Linked DNA regions of Mus musculus: regions 1, 2, 3 and 4 are each linked to region 5. The links are chromatin contacts, called in public Hi-C, HiCAR-type and promoter capture Hi-C maps. All regions are on one chromosome and are shown on one strand. The core of a region is the stretch at or near the end of the contact, and the rest is flanking DNA. Distances in the headings are between cores, read along the strand shown. Region 1 overlaps Oxr1 (oxidation resistance 1). Region 2 has its middle 57 kb from the start of Gm41312. Region 3 has its middle 30 kb from the start of Gm41312. Region 4 overlaps Oxr1 (oxidation resistance 1). Region 5 holds the start of Oxr1 (oxidation resistance 1).

Evidence for each region. Promoter capture Hi-C pulls out the DNA fragments that hold promoters and counts their contacts. Hi-C and Micro-C count contacts between places; a contact is called where the count stands out from the background. HiCAR-type assays count read pairs that join an accessible place to other places.
Region 1: a Hi-C map of cerebellar granule neurons shows a contact between it and region 5, with 1.7 times the contacts expected there. The contact joins the enhancer-like site here to the promoter of Oxr1 in region 5. A contact is called at or near these places in 1 of 39 promoter capture datasets (macrophages), 5 of 484 Hi-C or Micro-C datasets (cerebellar granule neurons, cerebellum and cortical neurons), 1 of 115 datasets of contacts at active chromatin or transcription factors (stem cell-derived neural progenitor cells) and 2 of 9 other capture datasets (adipose tissue and pancreatic islet).
Region 2: a Hi-C map of cortical neurons shows a contact between it and region 5, with 2.0 times the contacts expected there. The contact joins the enhancer-like site here to the promoter of Oxr1 in region 5. A contact is called at or near these places in 1 of 39 promoter capture datasets (macrophages), 5 of 484 Hi-C or Micro-C datasets (the N1E-115 cell line, cerebral cortex, cortical neurons and 2 more) and 2 of 115 datasets of contacts at active chromatin or transcription factors (both in embryonic stem cells).
Region 3: a HiCAR-type map of embryonic stem cells shows a contact between it and region 5, with 5 times the contacts expected there. The contact joins the enhancer-like site here to the promoter of Oxr1 in region 5. A contact is called at or near these places in 9 of 39 promoter capture datasets (the 3T3-L1 cell line, 3T3-L1-derived adipocytes, embryonic stem cells and 1 more), 14 of 484 Hi-C or Micro-C datasets (the BV-2 cell line, the N1E-115 cell line, cerebellar granule neurons and 5 more), 9 of 115 datasets of contacts at active chromatin or transcription factors (PVALB interneurons, embryonic stem cells and stem cell-derived neural progenitor cells) and 5 of 9 other capture datasets (adipose tissue, embryonic stem cells, liver and 2 more).
Region 4: a contact with region 5 is called in a promoter capture Hi-C map of hippocampal neurons, with 2.2 times the contacts expected there. The contact joins the enhancer-like site here to the promoter of Oxr1 in region 5. A contact is called at or near these places in 1 of 39 promoter capture datasets (hippocampal neurons), 2 of 484 Hi-C or Micro-C datasets (the N1E-115 cell line and cortical neurons), 2 of 115 datasets of contacts at active chromatin or transcription factors (embryonic stem cells and stem cell-derived neural progenitor cells) and 2 of 9 other capture datasets (adipose tissue and pancreatic islet).

What each region holds. Positions count from the first base shown.
Region 1 is chr15:41,547,417-41,551,181 of GRCm38.p6, reverse strand. All of the region lies in intron 2 of Oxr1 (oxidation resistance 1), which reads right to left. Among named protein-coding and RNA genes, the nearest start is that of Oxr1, 100 kb to the right of the region's middle. Within about 2 kb of position 1,646, at least 2 of the 459 cell types and tissues checked have an H3K27ac peak or open chromatin away from gene starts, as enhancers often do. A contact at or near this core is called in cerebellar granule neurons and cerebellum, where this site is marked.
Region 2 is chr15:41,373,160-41,376,687 of GRCm38.p6, reverse strand. No RefSeq gene overlaps it. Among named protein-coding and RNA genes, the nearest start is that of Gm41312, 57 kb to the right of the region's middle. Within about 2 kb of position 1,872, at least 7 of the 459 cell types and tissues checked have an H3K27ac peak or open chromatin away from gene starts, as enhancers often do. A contact at or near this core is called in cortical neurons, where this site is marked.
Region 3 is chr15:41,345,320-41,348,870 of GRCm38.p6, reverse strand. No RefSeq gene overlaps it. Among named protein-coding and RNA genes, the nearest start is that of Gm41312, 30 kb to the right of the region's middle. Within about 2 kb of position 1,485, at least 3 of the 459 cell types and tissues checked have an H3K27ac peak or open chromatin away from gene starts, as enhancers often do. A contact at or near this core is called in embryonic stem cells, where this site is marked.
Region 4 is chr15:41,517,160-41,520,687 of GRCm38.p6, reverse strand. The region is part of intron 1 of Oxr1 (oxidation resistance 1); the gene reads right to left. Among named protein-coding and RNA genes, the nearest start is that of Oxr1, 71 kb to the right of the region's middle. Within about 2 kb of position 1,602, at least 35 of the 459 cell types and tissues checked have an H3K27ac peak or open chromatin away from gene starts, as enhancers often do. A contact at or near this core is called in the N1E-115 cell line, cortical neurons and hippocampal neurons, where this site is marked.
Region 5 is chr15:41,446,179-41,449,982 of GRCm38.p6, reverse strand. It overlaps Oxr1 (oxidation resistance 1), which reads right to left and starts at 2,501. Exons shown (of 17, transcript NM_001130166.1): 1 at 2,394-2,501.

The DNA.
Region 1 (3,765 bases), core at 397-2,896, 100 kb before region 5:
TAAAAGGAGAGTTGGAAGTTCACAAATAAGTGGGGTGTTGGTGAATTAGAATGATACCAGAGAAATAGAAAATACCAATAAAGAATAGCTCTTTCATTGTAGAGGTGGGCAATGATATTAGAACCCCTGGTGCATTTTCACATCCTACCTACCATCCAGGTCTTGAACTACATGCTGTTCTGGGCATCCCAGTGATGCAGCTCAGAGTACAGAGACCCTGACAGGTCTGTGCTGTGGTTTCCAAAATCCTAAGATCTTCACTGTGTGGGCAAAATGCCTTTGTGTTTTCTAGCTTTCTCCTGTAATAACTTTTATTTAACACAGCTTGAGTGTATATATTTTCTTTCAATTCTGATTGACTATTTTATAAGAAAATCTCTACATGATAGAAGTATGCTCAGCTCTAACAAAAATTCTAAAAAGAATTCTTTATATAGATATGGGCTTATTGTGGATTCCTAGCTGAGGATTCAGTAGCAGACGCTATAACTGAAGGGAGGCATGAACCAAAAAGTGAATATAGCAGTCAGCCCATGTTTGGGTTCCCCTATTGCGATATTTTGTAAGAATAAACAAGATAAGGACATTTGTGGGAAGAGTAAGGATACCTAAAAGAATATAACTGAGAAGGAAACAAAAGAGATACAAAGTGAGAAATGTGAAATAGACAGATTTGGTCTAATGATTTAGCTATGGAATTAACATCATTAAAACAGAAAAGAAAAAAACAATATAATTTAGAAGCCAGATTACTATAACTCTCTCCCAAATATTTACACTTGAGATTAATATATGCATAGTAGGCACTTGATAAATGTTTTGCACATGAATTGTTCCACTAAAAATGCTTTAAGTACTAAAGTTAGTCAATGCATTGTTTAAACGACTGCTTCTCAAATTTGTGGTAGTAATTCCCCTTTCTTTGTAATATATTCCACCAAACTCGTGTTCTATACAAAGTAATTTGGAACTCACTTCTTTGGACATAGCATATACAACTGTAAGTAATAGTAAAAAGAAGTAATAGGAGTTACAGTTATGGAACTAGAGCAGGGGAGAACACATGATCATGAGAAAAGCTCAGAAAATATAACTAATGGGGATCAAGGTTCAAAGGAAGGCTTTTCAGAAATGACTGAGTTACCATCGTCGTGGTTTTTTTTCAAAGCATGTCTTTATGAAGTGATTTATTAGTATTATTGTGTCTAATGAATAAAAGCAAAACTAATTAGTTCCCTTCAATTTTATGTTTTCCTGTAAGTGGTCAGTGAGAAAAACTAACAACAAAAAGACAGAAAGGACATCACTGAAAAGAAAAACTGGCAACATGAGCCTACTATAACCTTTATTTTCCAGTTCTGGAAGAGGACAAGTCAATGACTTGGTCACTAACGTCACACATGAGCATTGGAAACATCTCCAAGATGTTCCACAACGTTGGGGGATTGCCTCTTCAACCTCAAGCCATAATTTATGGACATCCTTGTCTTATTTTCTTGACCATCTCAGATAATCTACGGCTTTAGCTCACCCTGGGGAAACATATCCACAAACTCCCTTTGTGAGCAGTGTAAAATGCTTGATACAGCACACAGACCAAGCTTCTAGCAGCCAAATCACCTCACCTTCTGCTAGGTGTGTTTTCATGCCAAGAATCTTCAACGCATGCTATGTATTCATGCTGTGTTCCAGTTGCTGCCTGGGAACCAGACTCAGGGCTCTGGCCATTTGTAAGGCAAAACACCTGCTGAACTTGTTTGCCAGGATTAAATAGGATGACCCCATCTGTCTTAAAGTGATCTGGTTTCTAGTATATTTTAAATGAGAAAGTAAGTATCATATCTCTCCTCACATGTGTGTTGGTAGTAGCTATTGCTCAAGGCTTGACTTCAATTGATAACATTCATAACTTGTCAAATATAGTGAACATCCCCGATGCCTGCTTTTTCTTCAAGTTTTTAATAACTAGATTAGGGAACATACAGAAGTATGTCAAGAAAATTCTTCCTTCCAAATTACTTTCTACTATTCATGACATGAGCACCTTGAAGGAACAAATATAATGAAAGTTTTTGCAAAGCAATTGAATAAAATGATGCATTTTAAACTTTACATAGTAACATCATTACAGTGGCTTTGCGTGTATAACTAGCTTTGAATAAAATCATTAAAAGGCGCATCATGGTTTGGAAAAGAGCATCATCACGTCTATGAGCCTGATTCTATACAAATTCTGTTTCTGGATATAATTTTAAGATACTAAAAAAAATCTCGGGGGGAAAATGTCTAAATGAAAAACCACTCAGGGATTCAAATTACTTAATTTGAATTTGAGTTTCTTTTGTCAAATTCATGAAAGCACTTTATATCAGTAACCTAAAACCATAGGGAAGTTAATTTAATCTAATTTTCAAAGTCTATACTGCAGAACTGACTTTTGATTAGAGCAAGGGTCTACCAAGGAAGAAGGCGTAAGGCTGAGAACTCATCTAGAACAGTGATGCCCATGGAATCTGCCAATCAAAAGATATGTATGTCAGGATTTTAGCTTTCAGCTCACAGCAAACACAGAGAGTCCTGGTGGGTACTGCTGGTAGGAAATCAAGGCCCAGTAGAGATTATTATTTCTCTGAGCAACATCTGAGCTACCATCAGCACCATGGTAGCTAAGTCGTACATTTCATCTAAAGTCTAAAGGAAAGACACTCAACTAAAGGAAAGATCAAAGTCTCAACTCACCAAGCAAAATTTATGCAGCCTAAGGATCAATGTCAGCATTTTACTCTCCAAATTCTGGAAAATTAAGCCACATTCAATGCTTCAAACCTGGTTTGAAAAATGATATTCCTTAATGCATAGAAATATCATTGACAAATTGAACAGTATGATGCTACAAATTAATTTTGACTCTAAATGGTGAATCTGTGTAAACTACTATTAGAAGAACATTAATGCTCTCCAGTCAAGAAAATGTAATTACTTGAAATAAAAAAAAACAATTCATAAATGTTACTTATGACTACAATGCAAGAACAGGAAAGAAGCAGCTATAATTGTCTAGAGACTCTAGACATCAAATGAAAAGGTACAAAAAACCCCAAGTATAAGTCCCTTCTTCTATAGGCAGTTTCAGACACATGACAAATAAAATAGGACTCAAGTAGGCTGGATGTGTCTGGTCTTATACAATCATTTTACCCAACTAAGTTCTGTCGAAGATTTTTTTCAATGCACTGTCTCTAGCAAGCCCCTGCCCATACCCATGAGACATGTCTTCTGTGATCAGAATCACAAAGCACTAACATCATTACTTTGACCTTCACCTCTGGGAGGGTGAATTGGAATGGGGACAATTTGCACTAATTCCCAGTACAACCAAGATCCCCAACCTTTTGACTTTATGTTCTAAGTGAAAGACATGCACAAGCATAGTGAACATCTAGGTAGGGGAGAGGTGAAGGTCAAGACTGTTTCCAACTTTTGTCTTGCTAAGTAAGGATGCTAACAAATCCCAAATCCTGCCTTTAGGTGCCATAAGCAAACCATATTTAGCACAGAAAGTACAGAATAATTATAATCTTAGAACAAAGATGTCTTATTTCCCATTAAGAAATGGCACCTAGTGATTTTATGCCATCATTTTCTCTAGAACACTGTAGCCCTGGCTATATACTGTATTATATATCTTCAATAAACCCACACCCACATAAAGCAACCAGTGGCTATAACACAATACATTATTTCAACATTTCTGTTTATATATTG
Region 2 (3,528 bases), core at 623-3,122, 73 kb after region 5:
CTGGAGACATTTTTACAAAAAAGAATCTCAGACAAGGTACTATAAGGTATTTGACATATTGATTGTTCTATAAGGGAAGTACATAAAGTAATATAAAATAAATAATATAAAAGAGGTTAATGAATAATATTAGGTACAACTAATAACAACCAGACTTTGGGATAAAGACAGGTTTGGCCGAATAGAACAGAGTAGAATCTGAGTATTTATTTTAATTATTATGTGATCACCATTTAATGTTGATTTGGGTGTTGTTAAAATCTAATTAGTTAACTAATTTAATTATCTATCTATTTATTTATGTAATCTCTCCTTTCCCCTCCATTCCTATCCCTTTATCATCCCTCCTGTCATACTTCCTGCAGTACTGACAGGATAGCAGTCCTTCAGCCTCTAAGGTGCTGACTGTGGGGATTAACAGTTTTATGTCACTGTCCTTGGTAGTAATTAAGATCTGATCACATGTACAAGATAAGATGGAGACCGCTCATTTGTTTCTAAACTCTCTGGGCAGTATGCATGATGATTAATTCCTACCAGTGCTGAAAAGGATAAATGAGTCACTGAGTTGTAAACAGTGGTTAATGTCTTACAACCAGGATGTAGATTCACGGCTAACAGTGTCAGCTCCAGATGTCCCAGTGCCAAACTCCTTGACATTTAAATATTCTCAACTTTGAAAATGTGTGTTTAGTGCCTATAGCTGTACACTTAGCACTTTGAGTCTTCATCTAAGACTCGGTGAGCAACACATCCAACTGCGTGAGTAACCACATCTCAACAGAATCCATGGCGAACTTTATTGACTCTGTATCATTTTAAGTTCCTTCTTATTGACCTTGTTGAGTTATTTTTCCATCTCATTCCCTTAGAGCAAGAATTCTCTTACAAACAGAGAAACTACACATCTCCATTGCTCATGAAATCTGCTGAATAATTTTGCAACATAGCACTTCTGCATACTAACTGGAATGCTCAGTGCTCTAGAGTCAACCTGAAGGTATCAAAGAATCTCTAGTTCTGTAATGGTACAATTCATTCACTCTGGTTAGTAAATCATTTTGCCATCTCTCTGGTCTCCAGGATGTTTCTTTTTTAGTCTCCTCTCGAAGTGTCACCGCTATATAACTTTGCAAACACATATTTGAGCCCCCAGTCCACTATTAGCCATTTAGATGTTCCCCTGTTTCCTGCTATTCTGAATCTTCTACCCTTTGTTCTAGAATTGGCTTTTTTGACTTGATGCTTCAATAGGACACAATCTTCATTTTCCTCCCTCCCCACAACACGGTTTCTAGGCAACACTTCCTACCACTTTACTTGATTTAATTTACTTTTTATATTTTTCACCTTCCATCCATTCTCACCTCAGTGGCATGGAAGAAACACATAATGAGGGTAGGAGATTAGTTGGAAGTACAATAGTGTCACCTAAGCCTGAGAAACTAGGACAAGTATTATTACAACCATGCACTTGTTTAAAAACCACATGTCTTCAGATATCGATTACTATGTTATTCATGTCATGTTTTATGCTTGTGTTCAACTATAGAGATACAGTGAAAAATAAGTTAGATGTGATATGATCTCTTTTAGAATCCCCATTGAGTGTGTCTGGTCTGTTTCTAACTGGTATGAAAATTTATAAAAACAGAGAATTCTCAAAAGCAGAAAGACAACTGACTAAGACATTTTAGAAAGTGTTAAACATGCCTAGCTATCAGGGGGATGCAAATTAAAGCTACTTTAAGATTCTCTCTCACCTCTGTCAGAATGGCTATCATCACAAATGACAGCACATGCTGTGGAGGATGTGAGGAAATGGGATTACTTATTCACTGTTGCTGGGAGTGCAGAATGATGCAGCAGCCAGGGCAGTCAGTGCAGAGCTTCTCAGGCAGCTATACCACTCTTGCACATGCGCCCAAAAGACTACATCTTAGTACAGAGACACTTGACACAGCAAGAAGATGGAATCAGCTTAAACATCTACCTAGAGGTGAATGGGTAATGAAAATGTATACACACACGCACACACACACACACACACACACACACACACACACTCACACACACACACTCACACACACACAAGGAAATTATGCAATGCACAAGAAAATGGATGCAACCGGAAAATATTGAATATAGTGACGTAACTCAGGCATAGCATACAAACACATGCCATGCTCTCTCTTATATGCAGATCTTAGCATCTAGCTTCTATATATACACGTATCTACGAGAGAGATGCCAGGCAACAATTTATAGGATAGGCACATGAGAGAGGAGAAAGGGAACTTTAAAGGAGATGGAAAGCAAAGTACGGAAGTGGGAGGTAACTGCTGGGAGTGGAAGGGTTCCAACAAGGATAAGAACAGGGAGATAGAAAAAGCAGGGAAGGGTCAACTCAAAACAAGGATGCATGGAAATGCCATAAGAAAAGCTGCTACATTGTGTGAAAGCAATTAAAGAATAAAGTTTAATAGGTGCCAAAATATAAAGGAGAGAATGTAAGGCAAAGTAAACACAGTTATTGCTTAAGATCAAATTAAAAATATGAACAATAAAATGCTTTGTTATTCCATGAATATAATAAGGTAAAGATTAGTTTTGTTGATTAAGGTACAAGCAAATTGGAATTGCTACACTTGACTCTTAAATACAAGTATGTGTATGGCAAGTGGTCCTACTCTTACCAAAGGTGCATTTCCTCTTGGTTTTATCTAGCAATGGTGAACATAACTAAATTATATGATACGTGTTATTTTTAGTTTTATAACCAAATAATTTAGTATAATTAATCCATGACAGTAAAATGATTCAATACAAATAACAAGATATTCTTAGCAAAGCTCTTCTTTGTCAGTAACAGTCAATAGCTGTCATTAGATCATAAATGATCTATATGGTTTGATTGATTTCAAAAGGACCAATCTCTATCAGATACTCAACCTACTAATCACATCGTCTTCTTTTAGAGACTTTAGATAATTTCCTGTGGGCAATATATGCATTTTCAATGCACTATAAACCTCTCAACAAAATAACACAGAATCTTCTGATGATTCATTGCTAATTCCCATTAGACATATTCTGACTTTTTGTAAGCTAAAAGCAATTGTACAGTAGTTTATAGCCATGTTTATCCTGAAGCACAATATCATAAATTTTAAAGACAATTCCATTAAGTGGCAAATAATTTATGAATATAAAAAGCTTAAAGATAGGGAAATTAAGGAGAGATTAATATCAGAACTCTGACAGAGACAGGTAGTTATGAAATGCTATCTCCCTTCTGGTTTGACTGATTGACAGTCTATGGAACATGGCAGCAAAAAGCAAGTTTCAGACTTAGGTTTGGGAGCCACTGGATTAAATTCCTGCGCTGATGTTTACTAGTTGAGTGATCATTCTAAGTTTTGTGCCCTTTCTAATATCTAGTTTGATTATCTGTTTGCTGAAGATAAGCTCACTTAGTGAATTGGTAGTAGGGTGAGTGAGCTGCCATATGTGGATATGCCTAGCATT
Region 3 (3,551 bases), core at 236-2,735, 100 kb after region 5:
ACTGCCTAAGCATATTCTGAAAAGACCTCCAAGCTGGTAAGCATCTATTCAATGGATAGATAGTCTACAGAGGAGACGGGGGGGGGGGGGGGGAATTGATAGTGGATATCTTATTCACAAATGAATTCAAGGCAGAACAACTGTCAACAGTTGACTAGGAAAAAGTAGTCAGTCCCTCAAAAATCCAAACCCAGCTGATTATTAATAATTCATTAGGACGAAAGACTTGTGGGCCTAGAAGTTCTTAGCATGGTAAGATGAAATATAAACTGTAGGGCTTTCCTTAAGAGAGTAATTTTACTTATAATCTCAGTAGTTCATAATTCGTATCTCACTAAATAATACCTGAAAATTTTGATAAGGGTTGAGAAACCTGGACAGAATAAGATTAAAAATTCAACTCTGAACTATAGTCAAATAAATGAAGCACCAGAACAATATGAATTTCTTTTCTTATCAAATGTAGAATTACTAAAAATAGTGCAGTTGCAACCATGTCAACACAAAATTGTTATATAATATGCAAATCATAGAAACATGAAACTATCCAGAATAGAACTAATTCATATACAAAATTCTACTTCAGATGTAGTCAATGCAATGGATAAAAAAATAAACTATTAACCTATGATGAATGAGCTGACTACTTGTAGAATAAATAAAAATTATCACTTAAATCATACAGATAAATTAACATTAATTCAATATGATTAAAAATGTTAAGTATCTTAAATAACCAATTACATTTAAACTAAGACCGAGAAAATAAAGATAAAAGAGAAGTTAAACTATTTAATTAACTAAAATTTGAAATATTCTTAAGGTACAAAATAAACTGCGGATATTTAAATGCCCCAAATTTAAAACATTATGCATGTTTCACATGAAAAGCTAATAGTTCTAGTCTGTCAAACTCATTTTACAAACTGAGGTGAAAAAAAACCAATGAACATTAAAATAGGCAATCTTGTGCTGCAGGAAATATTAAAAAGTGAACCGCCACTCTCTCCAGCGATTCCCCGCAGCATCTGGCTCTCTTGTCCCGGGAGCCACTAGTTCCCTCTCTGCTGTAATCCCCTGTAACCAGTGGTCCCACACTTCAATTGCTGTGCTCCCCAGCTCTTGTTCACTTGTCCCTGGCACCACGCTAATTCTTCCTCAGCCATAAACCCATGTAGTAGGCAATCCCACATTCCAGTAACCAAATGGAACCTCCAACCTCTTGGCTGCATATCACAATTCCTGGTAACCCAGTAAAATCAAGACTCTTAAAGCTTTGTTAACCAATCAGATTTATGTATCATTAAAATCACAATTTACAAGATGCCAATACAATAATTTCAGAGCCAACTGATTTTGCAAAAGTTTATCCCAATATTCTAACCTTGCTGACTGCCACCATCTTTCTTCTCCTTCTACCCTGAGATGCTCTCTGTCCCTGCAACTCTTAGCTCCGCCTCCCTTTCCCTGTCCAATCACAGGCCTCCTCTGCACTAATGTAATCGTACAGGGAAAATCCTGCGTCAATCTTGAGACATTATATACATATGTATCATCAACAAAGACAGAATATTCTAAATTTCATGAAAATGACAGGCGAGGCTTCAAATATTCACAGTGAATCATTTTTCTGTCTTCAGTCGGAGGACATTCCCATACCTCCTTACTATGTACCTTAGCAGGTACATAAGAAAAGCCAACTTCTGTGCTTTGTGAAATCTAAATTTCTGTTTTAGGAACTCAGCCTGACCACCTCCCTAATGATAGAAATTCAATGCATTCTTTAAAGTTCTGTCTAAATCCTTAGCAATGATCTCTTGATATTAAAGGATCAATGCATAAAATGTGTCTGTAAAGACCTTCTTCTTCAACTTAACCAGGGTGATGGAATCCCGGTGTCTTCATTAGGGTTTCTATTGCTGCCTTGCAAACACCATTCCCCCAAAGCACGTTAGGGGTTTATTTGTCTTACACTTCCATATTGCTGTTCATCATCGAAGGAAGTCAGGACAGAGGACAGGAACCTGGAGGCAGGAGCTGGGGCCATGGAGGGGTGCTGCTTACTGGCTTGCACTCCTTGGATTGTTCAGCCTGCTTTCTTATAGAACCAGGACCACCAGCTCAGGGACAGAACCTCTCATAATGGGCTGTACCTTCCCACAGCAATAACTAATTTAAAAAATGCCATACAACATACAACTACATTTTAAGGAGTCATTTTTTTTTCAATTAAGCTTCCCACCTTTCAGATAACTCTAATTTTTCAAGTTTACATACCCAGTGTACTTGGTAACAAAATTGTCTAAAAATTAAAGAATGAAGTGTGATGCAGCCTTTTCAAAAATTCAATCCCAGTGAACCCTTCCTTTCTGACAATTGCAATGTATGTCTGAAACAGGAGTGAGCTAAATATTATAAAAGAAAACATACTTTCACATATATGAAACTGTATTGCTCTCATGTGTTTTGAATGGCACTGATAAGGTATATGCAATATGTTTTCCCTGAGATGGTGACATATAAAGTTAGACAAAGTGATGCATAAAGCTTGGCTATCAGAAAGAGAACAGAAACTAAGTAAGTAGCGTTGAAAATTACAATCCTATACAATGATTAAATTTTTCCTCTTATTCTTTTGGTGTATACATTGTCATTTTTCCAAATATTAAATCATTTCAACAAACAAAATGCAAGGTTAAGAAAAACTATAATAAAATGTTAAAAATAAAATTTGCAATATAGAGACTGCCTTCCTGGTTATGCCAAAAAAAAAAAAAAAAAAAAAAAAAAAAAAAAAAAGCAAGCATATTCAATTTCCCCGTACCTTGAGTTTTGTGCTTTCCAAAGTTTCTTCATTAATCACAACTTAGTATAATAATCAAAGAACTTTAAATACATAGAGTAAATGCTATTTGATCATTGTTTTTAATATACAGATGTTGAATTAGGTTGCTAGCTTTGACCTCTTCATTTCTGAAATATTATTTGTCTGTATTCAGACTCTATGTTATCAGTTGGAGAGATGGCTCAGAGGCCAAGTGGACTGGCTACTCTTCCAAATGTCCTGAGTTCAACTCCCAGCACCACATGGTAGCTTATAAGCAGATGCGTAATGAGACCTGGTGCCCTCTTCTGGCTTGTAGACATACATGCAGGCAGAACATTGCACATATAATAAATACATCTTTAAAACAAACGAAAAGACAGTCTACATATTATCAAGCTTTTCTTTGAATTTTAAATATGTAAATAAAGTTGCTACAAAAATACATGCAAAATTTAGTTAAAGCTCAAAAGACAACTCTGATTTTTAATTAGCTTAGCTCAAGTTTTAGGAAATGCTACTGAAAACTGACACGTTTTGACCTTGTAGACCCAGATGCCATGCAAAGTTCAGTTGGAAAAAGTTCAAAAGCAGGGACAGAAACATTGAACATGTGAGACATTAAACAAATTACAGCCCCAAAATCACCCTGTGTGACAAACAAGCTTCACTTTAACAAGAGACAAAAAGATCAAGCTGTTCTGTGTTCAATAGCAGACTGTGTCTC
Region 4 (3,528 bases), core at 353-2,852, 72 kb before region 5:
TGAAACTTCAGATCAGCACAGATGGTAACCTTGGAGACAAACTAATGCAAAGCTTCATGTGTCTTCTCTCTACAGAGCAGCTGTCATCATGGCTCTACTGAAGTCATTTTATGGACATTATTAGTATTCAATTGGATATGTCAATAACTGGTCTAAAGCATTTATTCCTGAGACCCCGTTGTATAGATAGGCGTCTGAAGTGTGCTCTTCAGAAATAGCTCCCACCTCCAAACTTAGAAAGTCTTTGTCATATTCAAAGAAATAATTGGCAATGACCTTGGAGTAATTTTACAATGCATTATTAGTGGAATCAGAGATCACGCCAAAACCCGTTTGCTATTTTTTTCCTTTTCTAGATAATTGGTTGTGTAATATACTGCTAAATTTTTGAGACAACTTCATCTTATGTTTGTATAAACTACAAAGACAGCATTTTAGCTGCCCATTGAACCCATATACTCTGACCTTGTTTCTCTACTGCCTACATCTTTCAGTTCCACATCTTGGTTCTTTCCTTTCTGAGACCCTGACTCCGCAGTCTCTTCTTGCCTCAGCTATGACATAAATTGATGCTGTTGCTCTCCTTTGCTCCCAGAACAAAGGCAACAAAGGACTGCTATAGACCTACGCTTTCCCTTTCCAGCACCCATGGGTGTTTCCTGATCCTACTCAATATTCCCATCTCCAACCTATCTGCCAGGATTCCACCAAGGAACTCACTGCCTTTGGACAGAACCTGCTCCATCCTTGTGGATTTTCCTCCGTGGAGATGAACATTTCTAACTTGACCTTTGCTCCAGTGATGAATCAATCACCTTTTCCCACGTGCATTTGCTTCTAAGTTCAACCTAGTGGGAAGTTCCCTACCTACTCACTAAGAGTGGCTGGATTTTGCTCTTGTTTTTTTGTTTTGTTTTGTTTTATTTTGTTTTGTTTTCTCTTCCACCGTGTATATCATGAAAGCAGTGACATCTTCTATCATGCACAAGGTCAAGGCTGCATGATTTTTAGACTTAGCCAATTTTTTCTTCATGTTCATTAACCATGAACCGTTTATAAAATTCTTTAAACGAATCCACACTAAAAGTAAAATGGAATTTCTCTAACAATCTGTTTATCCAAATGTAACAACCCTTAGCACTTAGTGGGGATCACTGTTGTCTAATGAGAACCCTAGCACCAGTGTTTTCTGCTGCACGCTTCAAAGGTATCATCAGCTGGAATTCATTATATTTGCTGTGCAAACTTGGCCTTTAACACTACAAATAATATTCAAAAATAATTTCAACAAGATGCAGACACATTCAAATTCCCTATTTAGAAGCCCCCATGGCAGCCCATCCTTTAAATAGCATGCTCTGGATCTTCTTCACCTCTGTCTATCCTATGGATCCTCTCCACTCTCAGTAAATGCCACTCACAGTGACATGATCTCCACCTTCCACAGAAGGCTGGCTACCGCATTCTGCACTTTGGAACAAGTCAGAAATCAAACTAATCCTCTGCTCCAAATGCACGTCTTCCAGGTGCGTGTTACCAGGCTCAAGAGCAGCGCTAAAATATCAAGCATTTCAGAGTACAATCTGTCTAAGCCAGCCAGTGCTTTCAGATTTTACAATACACTTTGATGAGTCACTAAAGAGTCAATCCCATGTGGATGAGCCAGTCAAAAAGACTGCCAAAAATCAGCTTAATTAAAAACAGAAAGAAACAAAGCAGCAGATTGAATTTTTAAAAAAAAATAGTTTTCAAGTAGGAAAAAAAATACGTAGACACATTAAATGAATCTTTCTGTACTCTCAGAACATATGCATTTCAACATTCAGAATTATCTTTGGAGGACAGAGGAAAACTTCCAGTAAACAATGTGTTTAGGAATGTAATGCGGGCTATTAACAAATGGATTCCCAACCCCAAGCCCAAAGATTGCTTCAAGGTCTGGCACCACACAACCCAGATTGATTGGCCAGCCTTCATCTGAAAATGCCTCCACCCCTCCGGCCTCGTAAGTCCCTTCAGCACAAGCCTGGCTTCGCTCTGAATAAACTAATCAACTCCACGCCCATATGGTTCATAACAGACAGAAAGACACTGTGTTCCAGCTTCCAGGAATCTCCCTCTCTCCGTGACTAAAAAATTTATAAAGTCCAGCTTAAGTATCAATAATTTAAAACTGAGAAGTTTTAGCCTCGTGACATATTGTACATATTATACTTCTCAATTTTCCTTCATATTAGGGTTTCCCTCTCTGGGAAGGAGGAGCACCGGTCTAACAAATACTATACTATTTAACTACAGAAGCTATTGTAATCTGTCTAAGATATTTGCAGCCTGACGGTTTATGGCTATGGGGATAGGGAATATCATTTCCTAAAATGAAAATAAGGATAACAAAGAAAGTGCAGTAATACTTATGTAGAATATAATTACTTGTAGATATTTTAGGATATATACAAAAGTAAAAGAAATCCAATATTTGTTGATTCATTTATTTTATGAGTCTAACTAATTCTTTGAAATTATTGATATTTCTTTGTTTTCAGCAAAGGTTATCTACAGAAAAGATTCAGATTCAGAAAAGCAAGACAGAGAGACAGGCAGACAGAGAGACAGGCAGACAGACAGACAGGCAGACAGATAGGCAGACAGGCAGACAGGCGGACAGGCGGACAGGTAGAGAGAAAGAACCTTGTTCAAAGAAAAACTTGCTCAGTGCCACATGGTCAGTTTTGAAATCATACACAGAAGTAACATTATATGAACAGAACAGATTATATTTAAGAATGTATATGTATGTACAAATATGCATGGGATAACAATAAAAACAGGCCATGGAATTTGAAGGAGACTGGGTCTCGGTCGGGTATATGAAGGGTGTGGAGAGAGGAAGAAGGGGAGAGTGTTGTGATTTTATTATAATCTAAAGGAAGCCTTTAAAGCATAGAAAAGAGAAAAGAAATAAACCTTGCTTTGACAGAAGAAATGGTCATATCAACTGGGCAGCCCCACAGGAAGGAAGAAAGAATTCAGAGAATGCCAGCTTCTCAGGGATATGATAGTTCTACAGGAGGCATTTCCCACAGATGAAGACTATAAGAGATACACTTGTACATAACTCTTTTGCTTAAACAAATGCATTTTTTTCCTTTAGGCCATTATTGTAATGATCAAAATCAGCTTACATCTCTGATTGATCACTGAGTCTGCCAAAGAACTGACTTGTCCCAGAACCTCTCACTTACAGTTCTCCCAAGGCAAACTTTACAGTGGAAAAGCAAAAGAGCTTCCTTTAAGGAAAAAAAAAAAGGAGTTCTTGTGTGTGTATGTGTATGGATTTTTTTTGTGTGTATGTAAATATGTACACATGTCTATGTGTGTGTTTGTGTGTGTACATATGAGTATATAAGTGTATATGTGTATGTGTGTTTGTATATGTACATATATGTGTGTGTATTTGTGCATATATGTGTATGTGTGTGTTTGTATGTGTGTGTATGTATGTGTGTGGGTGGGTATGTGTAGTAAGCA
Region 5 (3,804 bases), core at 1,252-3,751:
CCCCCCAATCTGGCCCAACCAATGAGGTAAAAAGGGCAGCTCCTGGCCACTAGATGAGTACTCTCTTTTTGTTATGTCACTCCATAGGTCAGGCAAGACTGTGAAAACTCAAAAAAAAAAAAAACAAAAACAAAAACAAAAACAAACAAACAAAAAAGGCAAGAAAGAAAGAAAAGAAGAAAAGAAAAGCAAAGGGAAAAAGCCCACATCCCACTCCTCAATGAAGTTCTGGCTTCTCTTCTTCTGAATACTGACACCCTACCACCACCACCACCACCAAGCACACATGAGCAAGCGCGTGTGTGCGCGCGCACACGCACACACACACACAAATGCACCCGCACGCACACACCCCTCAATTTGATGTGCTAAACATATCAGTCATGACACATAATCAGAGACCGATCCTCTGAAACAGCAGTCTGGGACCGCAAGTCGAACCCTCCTCCGTCCTTAGTGCACACAGATGGCCCCGGTTTCCAGCCCCTGCTTCAGCTTCATTTCCTACTCCAACAGTGCAGCTTTAAAAGCTGCCCACCAACAAACCATGCTCAGCTAGACAGAGCTTGAGAAGACGTGGTCGTGGTGACACCCACCTCTTCATTGCCATTTCTCAACCTGGAACCTGCAGATTCTTCTTGATTCATGTAGCTGGTGGGTAAAATCTCTGCTAGTCAAATGGACATTTTATTTTGCAACATAATTTCCGATGCTTATTGAACTAATCTGGTCTTTCCCTTCGTAAGTCATTGATTTGCATGCCTGGAACTGAGAGGAAGCCCCCCCACCCCCCTTCAAAACACAGGTAAGTAATGGTCACTGTTCCCAACCTACTCACTGCCTCTCCCAGTCCATTTGAAGCTACCTGCTTACGGAATCCACAGATGTTATGATCATCATGTCCTTTGAGAAGGCCCCATGATTCCAGAGCCCCTGTGACATCAGGGACTTCTCAGATTCCTTCCCTGAGTAGAAAGATGGGAACAACCCTGCCTGAGATGCATCCTCTAAGCACAGAAATCAGGGGAGACAAACAGCATCAGGTTTCAAATAAAAGGTAACCAGAGGGAGGCTATGGAAACCCATCACTGGGCCAGAAAGAATGTAACCAGCAAAAGGAGGCAGAAGACATACTGGAAGCGGAAGCACGTTTCCCTTAATCCTGTCCTGGACCACGTCCAGAGTCCTGATCTCCCAGTCGTGGAGACAGACTGCACAGCTCGGAGGACCCCTGGCCTGCACCACGCACCTGCAAAGCGCATGCATGTACACCCCCTGCTGCGTGTTGCACGCTGCAGACTTCTACCTTACTAACCAGCCCAAAACACAAATTCCCCCTCCCCATAGGAGACTAGGGATCCCCTTGGCCTAGAACACACACCACTCCCCCTCTGTGTAACGCACAAACCCAGCCCCACATTGCTTAAAAGGAACCCGGATACACAATCCGGTAAGCGAAAGCACTGGTGGCTCCCCTTAAGTGACTACCTTCCTCCCTGCTTCATCTCTGTCCAGGATCCTAGGAGCCTCCAAACCAGATAGGAGATGGAAGAGGAACCTCAGAGAAGTACCTCTAAACCTCTACCATGGGACTTGACTCACGGAAGCCTCCAACCCTATGCACAGGTTTGCAACTCCCCTTCCTCCCTATCCTAGGCATGAATCTACCCCACTCCCTGCTCACATTCCCCCATATCCCTCATCACCTTTCCAGCCCTCCCTTCCAGGCCACTTTCTAAACCCGCTGGTTCTCACAACGTGTTGCCTCACACACTCCCTCCGGAGGCTTGAATTAAATCTGCCTCTTTCCATCATATCTACCTAAGCTTGTTCTGATTCCCCGAATTAACCAAGTTCACCCGCCCATCAGGCGCCCACTGACCCTTCCACTGGCGTCCTTTACTCTCCTACAAATCCGCTTTTCACACGCCCCACTTTCCATCTATCTCCCCTTCTGTCATCCTGGTTCAGGACACACCGCCCTTCTATTTTGCTCTCTGACCCTCTGTCAGTCCTAGGGACACCACTTTCCCTTTTTGGCTGTTCCCAGGCAGGTCCCTGCTCTCCAAACCTTCCCTTCCCCATCGGGCACTAGCCGGCTCCTGGCCTGCCGGGTCCGCTCCCTCATCCGCGGTCCTTCTTCCTTCCAGAGTGACCCACACCTGAACCCTGAGCCAGTCCTACCCTCCGGGGTCTGCTCATTATAGCTTTTGCTAGAGCATCCTTGTAAGCAGGAGCTCTCTACCTGCCCAGCGGTTGGGAGAAGCGCGGGACTCCGGAGGCAGAAGGCTGCCCGCTCTCCGGGTGTCCAGGCGCTCTTCCCGCTCGCCATCCCCAGCTCCCCCAGCGCCTAGCCCTCGCCCCGGCGGCGCCCAGCAGCCGCACAAACTTACTTGCGGGTCGGCGGGAGGGGGCTGCGGCGAGCGGTGCGAGCCCCGTAGCGGCGAGTGCGCCCCTCTCGGTGGGGCCGGGCGGCGCTGGCACTGCGCTCCCGCGGCCGCGCGCGGACTGCGCTCAGCCTGACGCAGCCCAGCTCTGCCCCCACCGCCGTCGCCGCCGCCGGGGCCGCGGAGCGCTTGCAGACTTGCTCAGTTTCCGGACCTGCCCGCGTGGAAGCTACCAAGAGCCATCCGCGGCGGGGGAGGCGGCGCCGAGCTGCAGAGCGACGGCCACGAGCTGGAGGCGACCACGCCGGCGGCTCCGGGAAAAGGGGGGGCGAAGCCCTGCTAAAAATAGCTCCTGCGGAAGGAAGCTACCGGCTGCCAGCGCACCCCCTTTCCGCGCGTCCCCGCAGCGAACTCTCGGGCTCCGGGAGCTGGCGTCCTCCTGGACCCCTGCCCTGGGAAACCGTGCCCCAAGAACAGACACCTGCCAGGGTAGCCAGAGCAGAGTCCCAACTCCAGGCTGCGGGGTATGGCACCCCTTCCCGTCCCCGGTCCCCAGAGCTGCCCAGCAGCCCTAGCCTCAGGGCCTTAGACAGAGACATCGAGAAGATACTGGTCTGAAATTATGGGAAAGCTCCTCTGCTACTGACTTACCAAGAGGAAGAAAAAAGTTTTCAGGGTTATTCTGGTGGAATTGGAACGAGAAATCAAGGAAGGCGGGCAAAATACAAAGATCTGGCCAAAGGGTGAAGGTATGGGGCTGTGGGTTGAAAGGGGCTCTGGAAAGATCTCCTTAAATACAAGAGTAGGCTGGGCTTCTCCCCGACTTCTATTTCCGCAGGATTTTACATAATTAGTTGACACTCAGCCTGACCTTGGAGGCACTGTTCCTGTTGCCTGAACTGTAATTTACTTTCCCTGCCTGCTGCCTTCTACTTCCACCGCTCCCACCTTTCCAACTCTGCCTGGGAAATTATGAGAGAGGAGTAGGGGTAGGGGCCAAAGTACAACTAGGTAGACTGGACCTCGGCCCTTTCTTGAAGGAAGTCGGTCCCTTTGCCAAGATGAGACTGCATCAATCCGACCAGCAAATCAGCCCAAAGGCCTCTCAAAACCTGGTAGTGAGTGGGTTCTCACTATTAATCTCCAGGATACCCCACCTCAATTGCTGACAACTAGTGTTATCTCTTCTCTCCTTTGAAAGTGAAACGTCCATCAGTCTGTAAAACGAAAGCCAAGAGGAAAGGGGAGGAGGAAATATTTATACTGAAAAGGAAAAGAAATGAATTTGAGAAAAGCATAGTGATGTACATGCATTTCGTAATGAAACCCATTATTTTTTACCCTGAAAAAATCAATAAAGATTTCAATTATAAGAATGAGATGTTCACATATTTCCTGGGTCAAGTTATAGTTTTAG